Linked DNA regions of Zea mays: regions 1 and 2 are each linked to region 3. Evidence: chromatin contacts called from public Hi-C data. All regions are on one chromosome and are shown on one strand. The core of a region is the stretch at or near the end of the contact, and the rest is flanking DNA. Distances in the headings are between cores, read along the strand shown. Region 1 holds the start of LOC100383276. Region 2 holds the start of LOC100274798. Region 3 holds the start of LOC103642456 (protein ROLLING AND ERECT LEAF 2).

Evidence for each region. A called contact is a pair of places that touch in the nucleus more often than the background predicts.
Region 1: a contact with region 3 is called in a Hi-C map of ear, with 1.9 times the contacts expected there. The contact joins the promoter of LOC100383276 here to the promoter of LOC103642456 in region 3. A contact is called at or near these places in 4 of 25 Hi-C or Micro-C datasets (ear, endosperm, leaf and 1 more).
Region 2: a contact with region 3 is called in a Hi-C map of ear, with 3 times the contacts expected there. The contact joins the promoter of LOC100274798 here to the promoter of LOC103642456 in region 3. A contact is called at or near these places in 2 of 25 Hi-C or Micro-C datasets (ear and tassel).

What each region holds. Positions count from the first base shown.
Region 1 is chr1:195,752,044-195,757,117 of Zm-B73-REFERENCE-NAM-5.0, reverse strand. LOC100383276 reads right to left here and starts at 3,422. Exons shown (of 34, transcript NM_001367907.1): 1 at 2,991-3,422; 2 at 2,054-2,170; 3 at 1,932-1,974; 4 at 948-1,063; 5 at 726-857; 6 at 165-254; 7 at 1-54. The coding sequence starts at 3,152. It overlaps LOC732796 (serrate RNA effector molecule), which reads right to left. Exons shown (of 12, transcript NM_001308505.1): 12 at 4,791-5,074.
Region 2 is chr1:195,821,241-195,826,226 of Zm-B73-REFERENCE-NAM-5.0, reverse strand. LOC100274798 reads right to left here and starts at 1,359. Exons shown (of 1, transcript NM_001374114.1): 1 at 530-1,359. The coding sequence starts at 1,248. The coding sequence ends at 868. It overlaps LOC100283575, which reads left to right and starts at 4,846. Exons shown (of 2, transcript NM_001371949.1): 1 at 4,846-4,986.
Region 3 is chr1:194,965,131-194,969,973 of Zm-B73-REFERENCE-NAM-5.0, reverse strand. It overlaps LOC103642456 (protein ROLLING AND ERECT LEAF 2), which reads left to right and starts at 1,557. Exons shown (of 6, transcript XM_020546612.3): 1 at 1,557-1,852; 2 at 4,196-4,278; 3 at 4,372-4,843. The coding sequence starts at 4,431.

The DNA of each region.
Region 1 (5,074 bases), core at 2,173-4,672, 790 kb before region 3:
AAGAAAAACGGCTAAAAAGATACTTCCGCCATCATACCATCCTTCATCAACACCCTGAATGAATAGTGGTAAAGAGAAGAAAATGTAAGGTAATATGTATAATAAAGGACAGCATGATTTTTAGTTCAAACAACATGAGTGATAAAAAAACTCAAAAACAATACCTCTGTAGTCATACCCAATGTTAGTGATATGGCAGCAGCTATCATCAGAATGACAAGAGTTAAATCTTGGCAAGCTTCAAATACAAAACGCTGTGAATCAAACATAATAGAGTTAAATTTTAAAAAAAAATTGAAGCAACAAGTAACACATAGTGATACAGAAGTAGAAAATTATGATGGGAACAATGTCTAGTTTGATTTTACCATTAAAAAATGTATTCATTATAAAGATTTATTCGTATTTTTGTTGCTTTTGAGAATTTACTCATTTCCAAAAAAAAACAATTTCTTCCTGTGAGCTATCTCATTGAAACGTGGTCCAAAATTCCACCCAGTAGCAAAAAGGGGACAGGATTTCAATCAAAGTAGCAGAAACTTTGAGCAGAGAAACATAAAGACATCAGTTCGACAAAAGGCTGAAAAACAAAAGGAAAAGAAAAGGGAAATGTGTAACACTAGGAAAAATTGCAACCACAGTGTTAATAGTAAGAGGTTTTAACTGGAAGTGATTATTTGCCATGCTTAAAAATATATATGATCTTATGTGTACTTATAAAATACCAGTATGTTTTTTCTCTTCTTGCGTGGATATGTATTTGATCCATATACATTCTTCCTTTGTAATAATTCATCCTCATTTGGACTAACTCCCTTCTCTAAATTACTCTTCAACAAATCTGACAATCCCTTAACCTGATCAGGTGGACATAACAAGTGATGAACAAAATTTAACATGAAGAGGTTGACCAAAAGAAGTGATAATAAAGGTCTGCATTATCTTACTCCTCCAATTTCTTGAAGAAGAACACTGTCATGGTCCCTGTTTAATGTGTTAAGCTTTTCCAGTTCAATTGGAAAACTGCGAGAGGCCGTTGCAAGATTTATACCAGTATAAGCTTCTGCTTCGTGCAAGGACATTAAACATAACACAAGAATATAAATAAATGGTATGCAAAACAAGCATAAAGGAAAACATAAGAATTAATCACAAGTATAACTTGGCAGAGCAGAAGTAAACTTCCAAGCAGAATTAAATACAGCTAGCTGATTTAAGGTAAAAGTGAAAGTGGAGCCTCAGTTTTATAGGAGAATCAGATTATGTTCAAAAAAATAGATGATTCAGAAGAACTTTAACATAATAATGTACAGCTTAACGGATGAAATGATTTGAAGGAAACATAATGGAAGGGCAAACTAGCAAAACAAATTATTATGACTGTTGCTGTAATCCAAGCGCATTACAACATCATTATTTTTGTATCATATTATAGAGTTAAATGCATGAGCGGTCCTGAACTTGTCAATGGATGCCACTTAGGTCAACAAACTCTGAAAATGTATTTCTAGATCCTCAAACTTGTTAAGTGGCACACCACAGTGGTCGGTGTAGTCCACAATTGGACCTGTGATGCACCTTTTTTTTACAAGTTTAGGGATGTGTGGTACAACACCTAACAAGTTCAAGCAAGGATCTAGAAATACATTTTTAAAGTTTGTGGACCTAAGTGGCATTCCTTGCCAAGTTCAGAGGCCACCGAAGCATTTAATTCTATATTATATAGAACTGTGCTCTTAGGTGCATTGCTACCAGGGAAGATGCTATAGTTTTTGAAAATGAACAATGAAAACATAAATTTGTTGCCCTTTTTATCACTAGGCACTAGCCTTTATAAGGATGGGATGATAATTGATGGCATAATAGTAACATGTTTCTATAAAAATGAACACAAAAACAGAGGTTAAATATCTATGAAGTAGCAGTCGTACCTCTGATATCTTTTTGCCCAGCTTCTTTGAAAAGAAATGCTGCCTGGAGAATACAAATTCAGAATACAAAAATAATGAAACGAAAAAAAATGTGGTATCTCAGTAAGCAGATGACACAGTACCCGTATAACTTGCGCATGGGACCGGATCTTCCTCCTTATAATCTCTTTCTCTTCCTCCTTTTTAAGGTCAAGAGTATATCTAAAACGTCGTGAAGCATTAAGAACAAGAGCAGCTTGCTGAAATGAAGAGAATAACCATATTTGTCAGAACTCAACAGTAGAAGCTTGTGTCCATCCACTATACACAGACACAGCAAACTTCTGTATACCAAAGGCCAAACTTCAGCTTTACCATGAAAAAAATCTCACATAAGCAACTTTGAACTATTAATAAGTAATAATAAGTGAAACAACTAGTATCTCATTGCCATAAAATTGATGCCTGCTTCTTTTAATAATCTCCCCAGCATGTCAACGGGATAATCCAGCCAAGCTACAGACAGTATCCTCGTCTGCATAAGAGCATCAATGTTTGGAAAACTCTGTGGCTACATGAATTTGCGCAAAGTGGCAGGATCAGGCATTGTGTGTTGTGTCCGCAAACAGACCACGATCCACAATGCATTTGTAGGAATGTAGAAAGAAAACAAGCACAGTGCGCATGTCATTAGGAGAAAAGAGGCTGCTGAACCCCCGAATCAAAGCATCGGGACATTTCACTGGAGTATAACTCTTCAGTGAAATGCTCGTCACACATTCGCAATTCCCCTTCTCTCCGTGCGGCAGAACGCTTGGAGCCTCGAAAATGGAAACGACGCCTCCACAACCACACTCCGAACTCCACACCCCAGTCACGATCATACCGACAATGGCTGTATACTTATTTTATTCTCCGAGAACACTCAAACGGTTAGAGTACGGCATACGCACTAATGATTTCCAAATCGAGGTAAACCACACGGAGGACGCAACCCAGATCCCCGGGGCACGACAGGCCAACCGAAGATCCAAATCCGAAGGGAACAGAGACAGTCAGAGGAGGGAGACGATCGCGTACCCTCCACCGGCGCAACCGGTCGTGCGGAGCGTTCTTATGGGGTATGTCGAACGCGTCGTCGAAGACCACCTCCCCCGCCTCCGCCTCGGCGGGGTCCTCCGCCGCGGCCCGCTCGTCCGGCGAGCGGATCTCCGGCGGCGGCGGCGAACTCCCCTGCGCCATGCCCGATCAGACCACCCCGGCAGCAGCAGCCAGGGGCACCTTCGCAGGAGAGACGACACCGACCGACCGACCGACCGACGAGCGCCCGCGCGCGACCGACCCCTGCGCGCCACACAGACGTCACCACGAGATCGCTGGGGACGCCAGGTGGGGCCGGCGGGAACCCAGTCGCGGCTCACCTCGGCGTCGCGAAGGTTCTTCTCGGCGGGCCTGCTCACACACACACACACACACACAGTTGCCTCGCCCTCTCTCCCTCACCTCCCTGACTCTGAAAATCCTCCTGTATATCCAGCGAAGAATGGGGGAAAAAGCTTCGGGTTTCGTTTTGTTCTCTTCTTCCTCGGCTCGGCCCGCTTTTGCGGTCGGGAATGGGGACTTGTTCTCGAGGCGGTAGCGGCCATGAAGCTTCGTGGAAGCTTCTTGCGGCGCATCACGCTGCCACATGGGCCCGCGCATGGCCAGGACCGTGGGAGCTCGTCCAGACGTGGAGGTGGCCCACCGGTCAGTGATCCGTGTCCGGCGGGAAGTAACGATCGGAATCGGACGCTGCGGATTACTCGAGTCAAGCTTGGCGCGGCGGGTTTAGCTGACAGGTTTGAAATGGAGACGCAGCTCGATGGATTCATTCACAGACGGGACCCAAAAGGATAATGGGATACTGGAGCAGTGGAGCATGAGGATACAACTCGATCGATGCGAACCACAGACATGGCACTACTGTCATGTCCAAGTAGCACGTAGCAGGATTCATCTCCCGCGATATATCAAAAAGAAAGAACGAAAAAAGGAGTTGCATGCACCGGCAACAGTCACGTACTATGACATATCAATACGATGTATAGACGATCGGTCAGGCGACAAAAGGAATGCTGAAGAGGAAGCAGCAGCAGCAGCAGCATACGGTATTACGGTCATTACTGGGTCCAGCTTGCGATCCGTCCAGGATCCCGCTCCGGTCCGGTCCACGTCGCGTGCCACTCACTTCGCCGGAAACCCGGGCTCTTCGGTCACACACCACCGCACACATGCTCCTGCTCGTCTTCCCTCAGTACGGGTACAGCGCCCTGCCGCCCAATCATAGTACTCGCCCGCCTCCCTTTCTCACGGGTCACGGATTTACTTGCACGCCGGGGCACGAGAGCGAGAGCTCCGGCTCCGGCGGTGGGTGGCCGACAGCGACCACCGCCGGCTGCTCGCCGCCGCTGGCCAGCAAGGAAGCGTGGCGCGGCACGCCCGTTCCGGCGCATCTGTCATCCGCTGGGTTTCGTGTTCGCCGTGTTGATTGAGGCCCCCGCGACCGTCGCTGGGTCATGCATGCGATGCGATCGCACATCGCAGTCAGCACTCAGCAGTGTGTTTCCACGTGTTGTCCAGATTGGGTGAGCAGATACAGACAGACTGGACCGGATCTGGGGTCCACCCGTCCAGCTCAGCGCTCCAGGTCCAGGTCCAGGGGCTGGAGCTTTCCAAACAGTTTCCGTCCACGAGCTGGACCAGCATGCTTGCCAGCTCCCACGGATCAGGATCACGGTCACGGGGAAGAAATGAAGAATTCCCGGAAACAGCTCCAGGCAGGCACAGAATATAATAAACTGCGAGAGCAGACACCAGTCGACTCCACTTGCCATTTGCATGTGCAGCGACAAACGAACCCCCGCCCTATTTGCCAAGGTACGTACATGTACATCAATGCTGGGCTGACCAAAAAAACAAAACACTGATGGAAATCTTTCACCTTGTTTAATGGGGAGAAGTTGTAATGTACTTCCTGTGTTTCGTTTTACAAAACACTGAGAAGCTGACATCTCAGTGGTCGCGACACAAAAAGCCTGCCGGGGTTTCCTCCGCGGCGATTCTAGAAAGAGCAAGGTGTTTTTCTCTCGCGCTAAAAATGTTGACTACAAAGGTATCTGGATGCA
Region 2 (4,986 bases), core at 110-2,609, 860 kb before region 3:
GCTTCCATGTAGTATAGATAGATAGATCTACTAGCAGCCGGCATATCCACCCAACAGGCAACAGCCATCATCCCCATGCATTGCAATTGCAATTGCAATGCACGCCGCTCTCATGAATGGAACACAAGATTCTCCTCCTCTCCCACACCAAAGTGCAGTGCAGTGCCGGGACAAAAGAGATAGCGGCCACAAAGTAGCACATCCCACCAGCCTGCATTTGCAGCCCACGTTTACGACCACCCATCATTCCCCCCCACCTCCTTTTGCATGCTTGCTCCACTCCAATCCTCCATCGCAAACGCGCATCCTCCTCTTCTTCTTCACCTGCAGGGTCGTCTCTACCGTCACTCTCTCTGCCAGCCACCCACCCACACTTGTTATCGAGATCTTCAAGTTCAAGGCCATCGTCAAGCAGCATGCACCAACAGAAACAGAACTGCACTGGACTGAACTGAACAGAACCGAGCTGAGACAATTATTAGTCCTTCTTCTTTTTTTCTCACCTTCAGGCGAAAGCGAAAGCGAGTGATTTTGGCGAACTGTGAGCTATAGTTTACTATAACGAATGTAGTAATGAACAGATCTCTGCGAACTCTCTTACATGCTTTCTATTTCTTCTCTCCCCCCACCCCAATTCATCACCCCCCTGTAAATAAGAACAATTCCCAACTCTACAGTTTCGTCTATTCCACACACACACGCACGCACAACCACACTAAAAAAAAGAAGAAGAAGAAGCATAGGGCAAGTAAATAATAAACCAACACACCATTTCTACGAGAGGTCTGTACTCTGTAGTCTGTACCACCATGCCGGTGAGGTCGGCGCGGTGCGTGCCCGCAAGTGCGCAAGGCACGCAACTGGCCGTCAGCCCGCGCGGATCCTCTTCTTGGGCGGCAGGGCGCGGAACACGGCGGCGAGGTCGCGGGCGACGGGGTAGAAGGCGCGGCGCGGCGACGCCGACGCCGACGGCGCAGCGGAAGACGGGAGCCTGCGCTTGGCGGGCGTTGGTGGCACCGGCGGCGGCCGCGGAGGCGCCCACGCCGGCTTCCGCGGCGCCGGAGGGCACTCGGCCGGCGCCCGAAGCCGGCTCTCCTCCGACGTCGGCGTCGTGGGCTCCGCCTCCTGCTCCTGCTCCTGCTCCTGCGCCCCCTTCTCCGCTGGAGGCGAGGGCGAGGCCACGGGCTCCGCCGTGGTCCTGATCGGCGGCAGCGCCGGCGGCAGGGCGTCGGCCGCCGCGGAGCTCATCTGGCCGCCGTAGGTAGGCGCGCGGGAGATCACGGGCGGCGGGTGCGATGCGATGCGAGGGAGGAGGTGGAAGTGGAACGAACGAGGGAGGGGCTGGCGGACAAACGCGAAGAATGCAAGGCGGCCGCGCCGAGGCTGTTAAATACTTGTCGTCGTCTATAGAGAGAGAGAGAGAGAGGAAGCGAAAGAGAGGCAGCAGATAAACCGCTTTGGTCGACTTTTTCTGTGGGCCCGGCTTTATTACAACCCTCGGCTTTGCACTTTGCTCGTGTTAAAGGCTCGGTGCAGAATAATTAAATTGTCTTTTTTTTAAAAAAAAAGAAGAAGATGTATACAGCTGGTGTATAGGAGTATTATTATTATTATAATAATTCTAAACGACGGTACCAAATGCCGTGAGAAGCTATCTTTAGAGTAACAGAAGCAAGGCAGGTAAAACAGGCTGTAATGTCGATTGGCATTGTACTATACTCCTAACTAACTTGCGTTGAGATTTGTGGACTGACATTGTAAACAAAGATGTAGTGCTGATTGGCAGCACGTACACAGTCCAAGGAGTTATCGGGCTTCACCACATATTTTGGCAAAGGGAGGGAGTTTCATTCTGAACATGCATTCACCAGTACATGGTTCAGACATCCCTTCTTTGGTTGGTCCAAGAAGGTGGGTGAGGACGTGAGGTGAGTCGGGGAAGAATTATTATTGGCTTGTGGCTTGTGCGGCGGGAAGCGTGTCCCGCCCCGCGGCGGATCGGCGGCCCATCATGCGCGCGGTGGTATTGGGCCCCGCCCGGCCCAGTTGTCGTCGCGGCTGGGATGGGCTACGTTAACGTCGTGGCTGCATGTACTGGGCTACCTACTACTAGTCGTGAGAAGAAGTGGCACTAGGACTAGGAGGCAGGAGCCTTTGTGCTACTACTGTCCATATATATACAAGCTCTCACTTGTCCTTTTTTGGATGTATGTACAACAGATCATAAAGCCGCACCAGTTTATTTATAGTTTAACAAAAAAAGATGTTTTGTATTGTTCTATACTGTAGACTGTACTTTTTATAGAGTAAAGTTTGAATATGAGTATGTGGATGATTAAGATGCTGAAGATAGTCTATTAATTTAAACAATCCATGGGTTTCCAGGATCCAAACTGACAGGTAGGAGAGCTAACATGCTGCATGCATGGTGGTTCTTATATATAAATATATAACCATTGTTCAGTGGGCATGCAACTCCTCTGCGCCTTTTGCATCACCAACCTTTTTCTCTGTCCGATCGACTACGCGCACACGAGGGAGCTAGAAAGGTTTCGCGCTGTTCTGCGCGGTTCTAACCGCAACCCTAATTTTTTTTTTAAAAAAAAAACTAGTACTCGTATCAACGACCAGTACCAACCATCCATCTGTCAACTGTGGTTGCTCAAGAATCATGATCGTCCATGGTCCTTGCCCCCACAAAGGGATAGATGAATCCTCTTCGTTTCCTCTGTCGGACAGCTCTACTACTTGGGCCCGGCTAGCTAGCTCATTGCAGCATTAAGAACACGAGATGCTTAGAATATCTCTTCTTGGCCAATAGCCCAATACATGCATGCATATGATTGCATTGTGATGATGGTCGAGTTTATTATATATAGCCACCGCCGGTTAGCTTTACCTTTGCCGTCTGTAGCGTTTGACTCTACATGTATAAAGTATAATATGGTGCGCAGCATACTTTGCCGTATCGACCTCATCCATCCGTCCAGCGTCGATCAGTGTAGTCATGTACGTAGTCAAGGCGGGGGATTCTCTTCCAGATCTCCGTGCCAACATTTAGCCGACCCCTAACATGCATGCACGTTTACGTTGTGCTACCAACGCGTGATATATATAACAACTAGAGCTATTTTGGAAACCTCAGATCCCCTTAGGATTAGTATAACCGAACATGCCCTAGAGGGGATTTAAGGTGGAAATGAACTAATATAATTTTCTCTTCAATCCATAAGGAGATTTGAGTTTCCAAACTAGCTATTAGAGTAGCGAACTCTGCACCGACCGGTTTAATTTAACTCGTTGCATGATTGTCTAAATGACTTTGTTCGTTGTCAACGAGGGATGGGACACGATCAACTGATCCTGGGCTGATCCAGTCTCTTATTTTTTGAAGGATGATACCATTCAATATTTTTTAAAAATATTTTTTGACCTTAACTCTAGACATCTAAACCAAATGTAGGTCAAGTTAGAATGATTCTATCCTATCTCTCTTCATTATTACTTGTCCCTCCATCCAAACACTAACTAGTACATCATGTATATTATAATTTATTTGCAAATGCATTTGGGATAAAGACGTGCGTCTGTGATGGGCTAAAATCATGTTGTGCCACGGGCTGCCTGGTAGATCTGACCCGTCCATGTCGGTCTCGCCTAGTTGCTTTTCTCAAGTATTCTCCGTACACATAGTTAGTGTGATTATTACTACGAATACTAGTAGGTCCGCAGCCAAAGCATGCTTTGGACATGACGATTTGTTAAGCTAGCTGCCTAGCTAGATAGCTAGTGGCAAAGTCCACTCTGCAGGTCTGTCGGTCCTAGTCGGCCGGCCGGAAAGGAAAGGAAAAAGAAAAGAAAAGCGTCAGACGGTTGTTTCGTCGCTGCTGCTTCGTTAATTTCTGGGTCATTATATTGCCAGTACGGAATGACTTAGCAAATCTCCATTAGTTGTTAAGGCATTCACAATTTTTTTTGTTTGTGTTAATTTGGGAATCTCATTTTTCTAAGGGATTTTCATTTTAACAAAAAAATTAGTTTTATTTTTTTTGGAAAAATTGAAATCCCTTGAAAAATACGGTGTTCCCAAACTAACCCTTAAATTTGATTTTATCCCGCGCGCTAGACTAGGTCGGGGCTGCCAAAATCAGCGGCTACTAAATAAATACAGTCAGTTCGGGTTTGCGGCGGCAGATCTTGTAATCATCCGTTCAGTGTGTCTGGATCATGTAGGAACAACAAACATTAATCAATATTTTACTTTCGTACTGCTGCGGATATATAGGAAAATCAGCCAGGGCTTTTTATTATCCATGCATGAAGTGAAAACGCCGCCGTCACCGTCCTGGCGGGCAAAACCTCGCGGGGAGCGCCTCTCTCTCTCTCTCACTTCGTCCGTCCGTCTCGCCCCAAAGTAGCCAGACCTAGCAGAATCCTGAAAGCGATCGCTCCAGCGCGCGCGTGCCGCCGCCGCCTGTTCCTCATCCTCCTCCGCGGAACAGACGAGGACCGGACCAGCCACGCCACGCCACGAGCGTATACTGTACGTACATCGTTTGCCGAGCATGTGGCACAGGCACCGTACTACTATACGTATATATAGGAAGGAAAATACAGGCCGGCCTGCTGCCGCTGCTGGTTTTCCTTTTCCCTCCTTCCTGGGCCGAGCCCACAGAGCGGGACGCGGGGGGCTAGCGGGCCCACGCGGCAGCGACCGACAGGGACCGGCCACCTCGTCCACCCCACCAGATGCACTGCACCTCTCTCTCTCTCTCCCTCCCGTCGACTATACAATTCCAACTGCGGGGCAGGGGTCCAGCTCCTTATCCTGTCTCCCTCCCACCTTTCCCTTCCTCGCCGCTCTCGCTTGCCCGCGCACCGAGATTTCCTGCCTGCTCGTGCTCGCTCCGCTGCTCTCCTCGACTCCTCCTGCGTGCCTGCCGACCGGTCCGAGGCACGCCGCGGCGGAGGCTCTGCGTCTGCCGG
Region 3 (4,843 bases), core at 308-2,807:
AAAAAAAAAACCCTTAGAGCTAGTTTGAGAACTCATTTTTCTAAGAAATTCTTATTTTTCTAAAAAAACTAATTTCTCTTAGAAAAAATAAAAATTTCTTGAAAAAATAGTATTTCCAAATTAGCCCTTACAGGGATAAAAAATTATCAACAAATAAACATGTTGTAAAAGTAGTTTCATTCCTTATGCAAAGCCACAATTTGGATCCATTGGGATGGCAACGAGCCCTATCTCTAATTTTCTATGGGGAATCCATCCATTAGAAGATGACTATGTGAAAGTTTCTTGGGGATGCAAATGGAGAAAAACTCCCCCCCCCCCCCCCTGATAGGTAAACGGGGACGGGGAAGCATTTCCATCCCTGTTCTCGCGGGACCAGTTAAACTTATATGTGACGATATTTCTACGTAATAATTGTTGATAAAACTAAATATTATCTTATCAAGAGACCATTTATTATACAAATGTATTCATTTTGATGTACATATAAAGTTTTCTTACATTTGACAATGTGTATAAGTGACAACGGTGTGCATTAATAACAAAGAAAGTATGTCCTAATTATAATTTAAGTGGTTATGGGATTCCCGTCACAGATTTATTCCCGCGGTGAACGGAGATGAGGAAGAAATATCTCCCGCAAACGTTCACGAGAATATCCACGGGAAAAAATTTCATCGTGTGACGATGATGGGGGCTATTTCTCGATGAGGCCCTACTGTCATCCTTGTAATCCATATAGCATAAAAAACTAACTAATGCTGATCTTTTGAAGAAATAAATTAACTAATGCCGGTTCCGGTTTACCTACGCCGTCGCCGCTAACGTCTTAACCACAGAACACTACAAATTTGAGCTCCAGCTAACAAGGCAGCTAACGTCTTACCTACTAATTAGCTAATAATTACCTATTTTTTCTCTCGTCAAGGCGACTAATAGCTAGTTAGGCGGATTCAAACGGGTCTTAAGTTGCTTGGAATGTGCTTCATCCTTCATAGACCAATTTCCATGAAGAAAAAAAATGTATATGCTAGTACTAAGAAAGAAAATGGGCCTGTTTGGTTCAGCTTTTTTCTGATCAGCTTTTCTGAAAATCTAGCTGTGGGGAGAATCTGGCTGTGAGGAGAATCTGAGTATCATTACGATTACGTGTGGAGGAAGATAAAGTTGTTCATAGGGCTCAGGATCTAGAAAGTGACGGATTACTACTATCACAACGACTCAACTGATTATGTGTTTATGTTGATTTTGGATGGTTTTTGCCCCAACGAATTTTATAGAAGCTGTCTGAAAAGCTGAGCGTTTGGCAGTCCGCAGCAGCTTTTGGTGACCAGAAGCTGCCAGAAGCCGAAACAAACAGGCCCAATGTAGGCCCATGACGCCTGAAACATTTGCAGAGAGAAAATCATTGGTGAAAGGACGAAAAAGAAAATAACGAGTGAGGTATTATTGGGAAGAAAAATACTACTAGTAACAAAGAAATGTGGGGCCACGCCTGAATTCAGTTTCGCATAGCATCTGGCTGGCCTACCCTCCAGTAGCGTCTGCTTTCACACACACATCTCTCTCTCTCACACACACACACTCTCTCTCTTCTCTCAACTCCCTCCCTCTCTCATCGCCGGTGATTTCTCCTCCCGTCATTTTGACCGTTGTAGCCTCTCTCTCTCTCTCTACTTCGTTTCCCTGCTATGCCACTCCAATCCACTCCACACACTCTCTCTCTCTCTCCCACCTCTGCAGACTGCAGTTGCACAAAGACTCCGTCTTGTTCACACTTCACACACTCAGCAGCAGCAGCAGCAGCCTCCTGGAAAAGAGAAGGCCGTCTCCCTCACTCCCTCTCTCTCAGGTATACTACCTCCGATTCTTATTCTAATGCGAAAATGCACACACGCATCGCACCTTTCGTTCTGTTAAATTAATGCTCGCAATCGATGCGGCCGGGGCGACAAATCTGTGGAACGCCAAAGCGGGTAGAGAGAGAGAGAGAGAGAGGCGGGAGGAATGGGTTCGTTCTTGTAGAGGAGCTAGCTGCTCCCGATCTTTAAGAATTGCGCGCGTCCTTTTCAGCGCTTCAAGAACGTGTGCGCCGTCCGTCCCTTCCCTGGTTCCTCTTCTCTCGGTAGTCGGTACGCCCGCCCTCCCCTCTGTTTCATCCTCCGTTCGACCGTTCCTCGTCGCCTTTGCTTCCTTGGCACTTCACAATCATGCCCGCCTCTGCCTGTTCCTGCTCACTCGGCCTCCCTTCTCCCCTTTCCTCTCTTACATTGTGCCTGTCGCCGTTCGGTCTTTGATTTGGCAATTGGCGAGAGGGGGGGTTGTTCACGGCTACATTTTTCTCTCTTTCCCCCCCCCCCCCCCCCCCCCCCCCCCCCCCCCCCCCCCCCCGTCTTTCTCCTGTTTTTTTCCCTCGCGTCTCCTTCACCAGCTGGTCCCTCGTCGTGCCTACCTTTGGTGTTCGTCAGGAATGCGCTGTGGGTTTTCGGATTATTGTGGGATCAGACCTTTCAATAAATCGATTTCAGCTCTCCCTGCTTCAGCATGGACTGTGTGATGCGTTAAGAGTAAGACAGACATGCGTGCACTTGCACTTTCATTCTCAGCTGAGTTCACGGTTCCACCTCGCGGCATACAACGGCCCTTCTCTGATGATCCGATCTGTTAAAAGATCGAGATTTTCAGCGCGAACAGGAGTTTCGTAGAACTTCCCGCTCCACCCCCATTTTTCTTCTCAGACTATCAAGAGAAACTGAACCCGCTTTGGATTCCTAGCAGTTCCCTTTCTCTGAATCAGTTTCGTTCCTGAGCTACAAAGAGCCCGTGACCTCTCTCTCTCTCTCTCTCTCTCAGTGTGCAAAGAGACAAAGTTGTTATTAGCTATAAATTACCACCAGAATTTGGGGCTTTACCTGCATTTTGTGTGTTTTTATGTTTACTTTCGCCGACTGCATAGAGACAAAGTTGTACACGATTACTCCATCCAGGTCCACCAGTTTGTACAGTGTCCAAGGCTTACAATCCTGCTCTCGTTTTACTGTTAAAATCTTCAGCGGCTGATCCCTGATTTCACCTATACGACGATATCTTTCTATTTTATTGCCTTTCGTGTCTGCCTATGGTTTAAATACATTAATGGTGACATTATTTGTCCCTGAAACAAAATGTGGGATTGTACCAGCACTGCTAGTTTTCAAGGCGCTGTCCTCGCCCAGCATCTCAGTGTCCTGAACTGAATTTAGTTTAATTGTCGAGTCCGTTTACTGTGACCACCATTACGCAAGTAGCAGAAGGTAGGCCCCCCTTCATCTCTTGCTGTGCCAAGGACGATATTCTTCACTTTCATGCTTCCTTAGTCCTCTTCAATAAGGAGAAAACAATTTGGTTGCGGTGTAGGGCATGTTGCAGTGGGGCATTTCGTTTGCAAAAAGGATCGTCTTTCTGATGTCTTGTAGCTTTCATTCCACTTTTGGGAATGATAGTTTCAGGGCTTGATATAAGTGGCCAAGTAGTCATCCTCTCATGGTTCTTGAAACCTGGTGCAGCTGTCTCAACAAGTCACCAAGTCACAGGTTTGAAACAGCCTCTCCGCATTTGCAGGAAAAACTTGTCTCGGTTTATCTCTTCTCTAGACCCCACTCATATAGGAGTCTTTGGCATTGAATCTATCCTTTATGGTTTTCGACTTGCACATGGATCACATATGCTTTAGTTCTCTGCTGATACATGTAGTAAGCTTATTGTATATGATCATTTCACGTCATCAATGTTGTTTATGAACACTTTGGAACATGCTTGTTGTTTATGAACTCTTCGAAACATACTTTTGTGGTCATACCAGAAGGAATCGAGTCTGAAATGATAATATGCGTGATAGGCAGGGGTAGCACTGATTGAAGAAAAGCTTGTCCAACACCAATTGAGATGATTTGAACATGTCTAACAAAGACTTCTAGAGACATTAGTGTATAGTGGAATTCTAAGGCGAGATGGCAAGAGATACAAGGGAAGACATAGGAAGCGACAGTAAAAGAAAACCTGAAATGATAGAATATACCCACAGATTTAACCTTGATTAGGAGCAAACTGAAAACAAATATCCACATGACCAAATCTTGATTTGTAGCTTCTGTTGCGTTTCAACTTTAGTCTACTCTAACTTACTTGGGACTAAAAGGTTTTGTTGTTGTTGTAGGATTGTGGTCCAGGTCATCCCCCCATCCGCTGGCTTCAACAGCAGTATTCTTGCTTCAACAAGTGACCTTTCTACAGTTTTAGGTAATTTCCACAGCGATGGATAAAGCAATACCTGGTTTCCTGATGCTGAAACTTTTCTGTAACAATCTGTCATTTTTTCTTCTCACGATCAAGCTCAAAGATTATGATACAAGCATGACTGGTTCTTGAACACTATACAAGGCTTTGGAGAGATGGGATGTGCTGCTTCCAGGTTAGAAGATGAGGAGGCTGTCAAGATGTGCCGGGACAGAAGGGACTTGATCAAGCAGGCACTGGAGCAGCGCAACCGATTTGCATCTTCCCACATTGCTTACATTGAGTCCCTGAAGCGTGTTTCGGTGGCTCTCCAACGGTTTGTTGCCGGAGATGATCACCATGAGCTAATCTTCGATACATTCATCTCCCCTATCAAGCAACAGAAGCCAGAGATGCTTGGTCTGCCTTATGGTTCATATGAGAAGAGAACTATTCATGTTTCAAGGTACCTGAGGTCAGGGCCTAACCCATCAGTGTCCATTGAGGAGCACCCACGTCCGGTGGAAACAGTCCGTGTCGAGTCAAATTACCCTATGGACAACGACAGTGTCATGGTGGATAGATTCCT